2 separate regions of the Mus musculus genome follow, and region 2 is linked to region 1. A link is a contact called in public ChIA-PET data. All regions are on one chromosome and are shown on one strand. Each heading gives the region's core, a stretch centred on a gene start, on an enhancer-like site or on the middle of the called end of the contact. The rest is flanking DNA. Distances are from core to core; before and after follow the strand shown. Region 1 overlaps Trmt11 (tRNA methyltransferase 11). Region 2 holds the start of Cenpw (centromere protein W).

What was found. ChIA-PET counts read pairs in DNA pulled down with a chosen protein or histone mark.
Region 2: an RNA polymerase II ChIA-PET map of memory CD8 T cells shows a contact between it and region 1, with 14 read pairs. The contact joins the promoter of Cenpw here to the enhancer-like site in region 1. A contact is called at or near these places in 7 of 39 promoter capture datasets (the 3T3-L1 cell line, 3T3-L1-derived adipocytes, the C10 cell line and 2 more), 2 of 15 datasets of contacts at CTCF or cohesin (CD8 T cells and the NIH/3T3 cell line), 1 of 484 Hi-C or Micro-C datasets (Th1 cells) and 1 of 115 datasets of contacts at active chromatin or transcription factors (memory CD8 T cells).

Annotation. Positions count from the first base shown.
Region 1 is chr10:30,537,128-30,540,609 of GRCm38.p6, forward strand. All of the region lies in intron 12 of Trmt11 (tRNA methyltransferase 11), which reads right to left. Among named protein-coding and RNA genes, the nearest start is that of Gm22623, 45 kb to the left of the region's middle. Within about 2 kb of position 1,499, at least 31 of the 459 cell types and tissues checked have an H3K27ac peak or open chromatin away from gene starts, as enhancers often do. A contact at or near this core is called in CD8 T cells, Th1 cells and memory CD8 T cells, where this site is marked.
Region 2 is chr10:30,198,664-30,202,145 of GRCm38.p6, forward strand. It overlaps Cenpw (centromere protein W), which reads right to left and starts at 1,877. Exons shown (of 3, transcript NM_001109747.1): 1 at 1,698-1,877. The coding sequence starts at 1,817.

The DNA.
Region 1 (3,482 bases), core at 249-2,748:
GTACTCTCCTCTGTTCACACTGCCTCTCATCTCCATCAGGAACAGCTGGAGGCTAGGCTTCACTCAGTATCCTGAAGGCCATCAAGCTTCTCTGAAAGGGAAAGGGTGCTCTCAAGCAACCGTCTTTGACCTTCTTCATTCACTCAAGGTCTTTATTTGGTTTTTATAACCGTCCCACACCCACCCACGGAGATCAATCATGGTATCTATCATTTATGTATTGCAGAACCACAATTCTGTACATTTCTAATGAACAGAAATACTGCATGCATATGAAGTAGAAAGTCACAGCTGGGAAACCACAGAAGTGAAAGCTGTGGAGATGAAGAGTAAGGCCACAATGCCCACTTTAGGAGTAGTAGCGCTGTTGGTAAAAGCGGGTGTCAAAGAGAAATGAACAACTGCCTTCCCTTGGAAGTTTGCAGCTCTCTTTCGTATCAACTCCTCCTTAAGTAAACCTTGCATCTGACAACACTATTGCTTCCTGTCATTTCTCAGCCAGTAACTAAGCTCGGGAGGAAAACACAGAAACCATCAGAAACCAATAGCTCTCACACCTCTCTCCTTTCAAAGACAATCAGCAATTGTAAATGTTACAGGAAAGAGACGGGTTCATTTATAAAAGCACTACTATATTTGTTACCAACTGGGTCTTGTCTATGGTAATTATTTAATTTTTCTGCATTCTTTTCATCTGTGTTTTGGAGATAGGGAAACAGAGATTGAAAGAGCTTGAACGATCTGCCATAAGGCATACAGCTGGGAAGCAGCACTGTGGGGTTGCTGCCCAAGTCACACATCAAAGGCTCAATGCTTTTCTCATTATTCTTCTGTCCTTTTAAAAAACGAGACGTTATGTGAACACATATAGATGACTCAGTCAATTTCCCACATGGTAGATTAGTGGGTCCTTCAAAATGGAGCCTGACATTTAAAGGACATTCTTCGTGGAACAGCAATGTTATGGTAGCACACACTTTAGATCTCAGCTTTTAGACAGAGCCTCGTAACCACTGTCCTATCAGTATTGCTAATTGTACACATACGCCATCTAGGAACTCTAACACACTTGCCAAAGGAGCCTCACAAGCCAGTGGTTCACTTTCATGCACACACTACCCTCTGCTGGCTAATGCAGATAGTTCTTCTTCATGGGATTTCCTGATGTAGATGAAAACTGTTTCTAGCTGTGAAGACTGTACACCCGACTATCAGGAGCACCCTGCTTCATTTGCTGAAAGTCTTAACTGTTCAGAACACCTTCCATCATACAGCCCTCCTATGGCCAGGATGATCACACTAGACAGTATTATCATGGATGCACACCGTTTCATCCACAGAGAATGATGCAGAGCTAGGAAGACGTACATACTTCAAAGATTCTGAAGTGGTGCCACTCATCTGGGTGAAAAACAAGTCCTTCTGTAGAAGGAGAAAGGAAAAGCACACAAAGTTGCCCACAGTCACGTGAGCTGTGTGTGCTGCTCTGCTTCCTGCACAGCTGAGGCAGTGTCACGATTTACAGCCTAGACGGCCTTTAGACGCTCCACCTTCCTGCCTCTGCCACTGCACGCAGGGGTTACAGCTTCATCACACCTAGGTGACTGTAAATTTTGTATAACTTAGTTCTAAATTAAAAAGGCAGCATTAAAAAAGAACTTCAAGGACATTAAAAAGAAAGTGTTTCAGGTACTTATAACTTTGTACTGGAATGTAAAGGGAAATAAATTGTCAAGAAAAGGAACTACAAATCATGCAGCACCACAGGAAACGCCATTCTAAGGAGAGCTAAGGACACTCTGGATTACAGAAAGAACGCATCTTTAATAGTGCATCTCAATCAAGATGGTACACTGTTTAGACTGGAAAGGAAGCGAAGATCCTTCGCTGAAAACACTTAGGTAACCTTGCCCTAATTCTGGTCTTCCTGTGCAAGTCTGCCACTCTTGTCCTTCACCTCCTCCTTAAATAAAGTAAAAGTGGTACGTTCTCCACTTCAGCTGCTTCTGGTTTGTTTTACACGGGAAATAAAGCCTACTTGATATTATAGGACTAAAATAGTCTGTTCCAGGGACTTCAAGAGGAAACTAATGGTAAAATTTGGTTTATTTCCAACAGGAAATTTCTAGCTGTCCCCAATTACCTTTTCCTTCTCCTCCTTAACATGTTTAAATATTGTTCATTATGATTTTTATTGCAAATGAGGGGCCCCAAATAATCATTAAACAGTTCTATAAATACTAAACAGTTCCATATACACTGGACAGTCCCATATACACTAGACACTTCCACATATACTAAACAAACAGTCCCACATTAACAGTTCCACATATACTAAACCGTTCCATATACACTTGCATATATTGAGGAAAGGCCTGGAGGTCTGTGAGTTCACAGATCCTGGTGGGAGACATCAATGACACACTTCCAAGCACACTGGTGTTAAATGGTGGGATGAATTGGCAACCCGTGGGAATATAAAGGAAAGGACACTTATCCAAGAGCTGCAGAATAATGTAACCTTTATAAACATTCAAAGGCAGAACTCTATGTAAAGAAGCTGAATATGGAGAAAGCGAGTCCATTTTGGAACCTGAAAGGAGACTGAAAGTTAAGGCGCAGTGAACAGAAGACAAAGCGGCACCAACTACACCTAATGATAATACCAGGAACAGAGTCACCAAAACAATTTAAAAACTAGATTTTCATTATTCCCTTTCCGAAAAATGTTTTGGCCTGCTGTCCAGGAAATGAGATGGAAGGAGACTGTGCAGAAGCAGACAAGGCAGCTGGGAGACTCACAGTAATGAGGAAAGTGAGACCTTCTGGTGGATGGTTCTTAGGGGGATGTAGATATACACAGGAAAATCAGCTACTCAACTGTTCCAGTCTAGAGTTCTCGGAAGTCATCCTCGAGTCCAGCACCTTTGCCCCAGTTATCCATCCATCACATCACACTGTGTCTATCTCATCCCCAAACTCTTACTTCCTCTTCAGCTTCACATCCCCTCACTTCTGGTTCACAGCTCATCTCTTTACTTCTGGAGGTCTGGAGCCTTGTCAGAGCGTCACAAGCTAACATCCCCAGCTCAAGCTGCCCTTCACTCTGAAGTGAAGGGCAGGGTCATAATACATACACTTCTGCCTCTCTACGAACAAACACCCTTCATAGCCTTGCCGTCACTCATAGATAGGAGAGGCATACACCGGTATATAAGGCCTTTCACATGGGCATTGCTAGTTTTTCAGGTTGTCTCTAGATGTTTTTCTCCAAGACACCCAGCATCCATTGAAGCTGAAATATCAGGATCCCCTGCATATCCCAGAGCCCTTCTCATCCCTCCCAGACTTAAAACGACAGTTACCTCACCAAACTGCACCTGTCTCTTGCCTCAAGCACCATCTCCTCAGACAAATGTGTTGTGTTCATGCAGCCACTCTCACATGGCACTACAACCCCAACAGCTTACATAGAAAGAGTC
Region 2 (3,482 bases), core at 627-3,126, 340 kb before region 1:
GCTTCTTCCAGGTTTGTGAGGGCACTATTCGCAGGTATCGCGCACATGTTTTCTTTATTTATATCAGTTACCAAGTATTCCAAACAAGGATGACTCAGAAGCTTCAGGGCTTTGTGCTTAAATAAAGAAGACAACGGCTTCTGATCCCAGTTCCCAGACGAATGAACAATCATCCCATAAGGCTGCACACTACACTGGGAGATCACATCAGAATTTGAAACACTGGGAAGAATATTAACGCCTCAACAACTAACTGGTATGGTAGTCATGCAGAAAAACGTGCTGCTTTAAATAGTACAAACTTTATGAATGGCATGGAGTGCTTTATCAGGTATAATTATGAAGTTAATGGAGAGCAGAACACTGTAAGCAAAGAAATGTCAATGAGCAACAGCCTAAACAGGAGCTGTTTAACAAGAGTGACAGAACAGGAAACCAGCACCTGGGAACAACAACTGGCCGAACAACTGGACCTTCCCTATGCTACCACTACAAAGTGTTGGGCTTCAACTCTGCTTGACACCTAGAGCACTCCACCGGAGTCCATACAGCCACGGGTCACTTCAGGACAGAAAATGGAAACTAAGCTACTTGAGAAAGGCCTGACAATCCCTTGAATCAGCTAGTGAGCTCCTGGATATTCCTCATCAGGTGGGTTTTGTTCTCTGTTAGACTCCAGGGAAAACAGAAGAAACTATCAAAAGTGTATTCCACGGAAATCCCAGCTCACTTACGCTATCTCAACCACTAAGGAGTCAGGGATGTGGAAAAAAACAGCAATGGAGAGAGAGAGAGAGAGAGAGAGAGAGAGAGAGAGAGAGAGAGAGAGAGAGAGAGAGAGAGAGAATGTAGATAATTTTGTAGTAGTCAAGAAAACCAGTATCTGGAGATGGCTCAGTGGTTAAGAGCTCTGCATCCCTTGTCAGGCACTTGGGAGGCAAAGGCAGGGATGAAGGTTGGGGGCCGGGGTGTCTCTGTGAGTTCCAGCCTAGTCTACAAACTGAATTCCAGGACTTCCCCGGGCAGGTACAGAGAAACTCTGCCTTGAAAATCAACATACTGAGAGTGTTAGTGGTGGTGGCAGAGGTAGGCCGATCTTTGAGTTCGAAGCCAGCCTTGTCTACACATCAAGTTCCAGGGTAACCAGGGCTACACAGACAAACCCTGTCTTGAAAAAAAAACAAAACGAAACCAAAGTAAAACAAAACAACACCCCCCCCCCCAAAAAAAAGGGCAGAAAACAAACTGATTTTACTTTCAGGCTGTAACATTGTTATTTATTTTTGGGCCAATTAATTAGTGGAAAGCACTATATTTCAGGTAAACACGAGTCTGAAAAACGAGTCTTGAAAGTTTTAAAGACTTGACGCCACATCTACACGATCACTTTAGTAGGGGACCTAGTGCAGCGGCCATAGAGAAATGGGTTCGGTAAGAACATACAGGAGCTGGGGAGGCAGGCAGGGGCCCAAATCTGTTTCTAGCCGGTTTACCTTCCATACCCGGATCAATTAAACTAATCCCAGAGCCAGGCAGTCTCCTTAACGGCTGGCCCTGGAAGCAATAAGGGGGGGTGCGGGGCCTTCCCGCGGGAGTTTTGAACGGGCTCCGCGTCCTCCTTCCGCGGTCCCCCGGGGCAGGGCGCTCCGCGGCCGGTCGTGGCCGGCGGGCCTGAAGGCGGAGAGAGCAGGACTTACCAGGAGGTCGCAGCACCTCCCCAGACCTAGGTGAGGCTTCTTCTGCTTTAAGGTGCGCTTGAGGAAGGCGCGGGGCGCCTTGCGCTTTACCCGCCTAGTGACTGTGGTGGAGGGCGCCATCCTCGCGGCCCGTCGCACGTCAGGGCCGCTCACCACAGACTGACACGCCACTTGCCTCCCCACACCGCCGAGTGGTCGATTTGAATTGGCCGCCGGACGGCGCACGGCTGTGACGTCACTGAAAACCACACCCACCGCAGCACCGGAAGCGCAGGCTGGAGGATGGACTCCTCAGGAAAAGGGTGTGTCCTGCGAACCCACTGCTTCAAGGTCTCTAAGGCTTGCTTTGCTGTTTTTGTCTGTAGTTTTCTATGGTGCTGTAGTTCGACTCTTGGTTCCATACAAAGGATGAGAAATTGTGAAAATAGTCAATAAGCCCAGTAAAACCCTTCTGTGCTCACCAAGCTATCCATATAGCAACTGGATTCTAATGAATAAGAAAGTAAATGAAAGAAGTTTGTGTTTTATTAGGAACTTAGGCCCGATTTTTTGATATTACCAATAAGCAATGTATATTTTTATATTATTGCATTTGGCTTTGCATGAGATTCTTTTTTTCTTACACCAGATTTTCCTCACAAATGCTCTCCCTTCATTGTTCCCTCCCTTAATTTCCCTATAGCTTTCAAATATACTTTCTTTTTCTTTTATTGAAAATAGATTTCTTTTTCATAAGCTGTATTCTGATTGCAATTTCCCCTCTCCTACCAGCTCCAAAATGCTCCGAATTTCTGTTCCTATTCACATCAATACCCTTTCAGTCTCTCCTCAGAAAACAAAACGGGATCTAACAAATAGTAATAAAATAAAATAACAAAGCAAAAACAATCACAAGAGGGAAAAAAAACAGAAGAAAAAGAGCCAAGGAAAAACCACAAGAAAGCATTTAGAGGCAGAAGCACACATTTGAGCACCTAAGCATTCAATAAAAATCACAAAAGCAGAAGCAATATTATATATTCTTTTTTGCCATATAATCTTATATTTATTTTCATTCATATAGTAATGAGGCTACTGCAAGCCAATTCAGATATTGTCTTTAAAATACTGTGGTGTCAAAAAAAATAAGCCTACAAAATGCAATGTCTGTTCTTGTGTGTACACTGCATCCCCAGCTAAATACCTGTGTGCCAATTAAATGGTATTAAGAGATATGGAAGAAATTGATCCTATTAAAAGATTTTATCAAGAAGTTTATAATTCTTCAAAGTTTCAGAGGCTCATCAGACAGGAAAGACATAAATGTTGCTGGCGCTTGCATTTAAATCTCCAGGTCAAAACCACAGTCATTTTCCCCATGAACACATCATTTTAGGTCTTTCTTGACTTCTTCTGTCAGATTCCTAGGACATTCATTCTATCAAAAATGTTCTCTTTTTTTTTTTTTTTGCCTTTTTTTATTAGATATTTTCTTTATTTACATTTCAAATGCTATCCCTAAAGTTCCCTATACCTTCCCTCTGCCCTGCTTCCCTACTCACCCATTTCCACTTCTTGGCCCTGGCATTCCCCTGTACTGGGGCATATAAAGTTTGCAAGACCAAGGGGCCTCTCTTTCCAGTGATGGCCAACTAGGCCATCTTCTGCTACATATGCAGCTAGAGACACGAGCTCTGGGGATACTTATTCGTTCATATTGTTGTTCCACCTATAACGTTGCAGACCCCTTCAGGTCCTTGGGTGCATTCTCTAGCTCCTCCATTGGGGGTCCTGTGTCCCATCTTA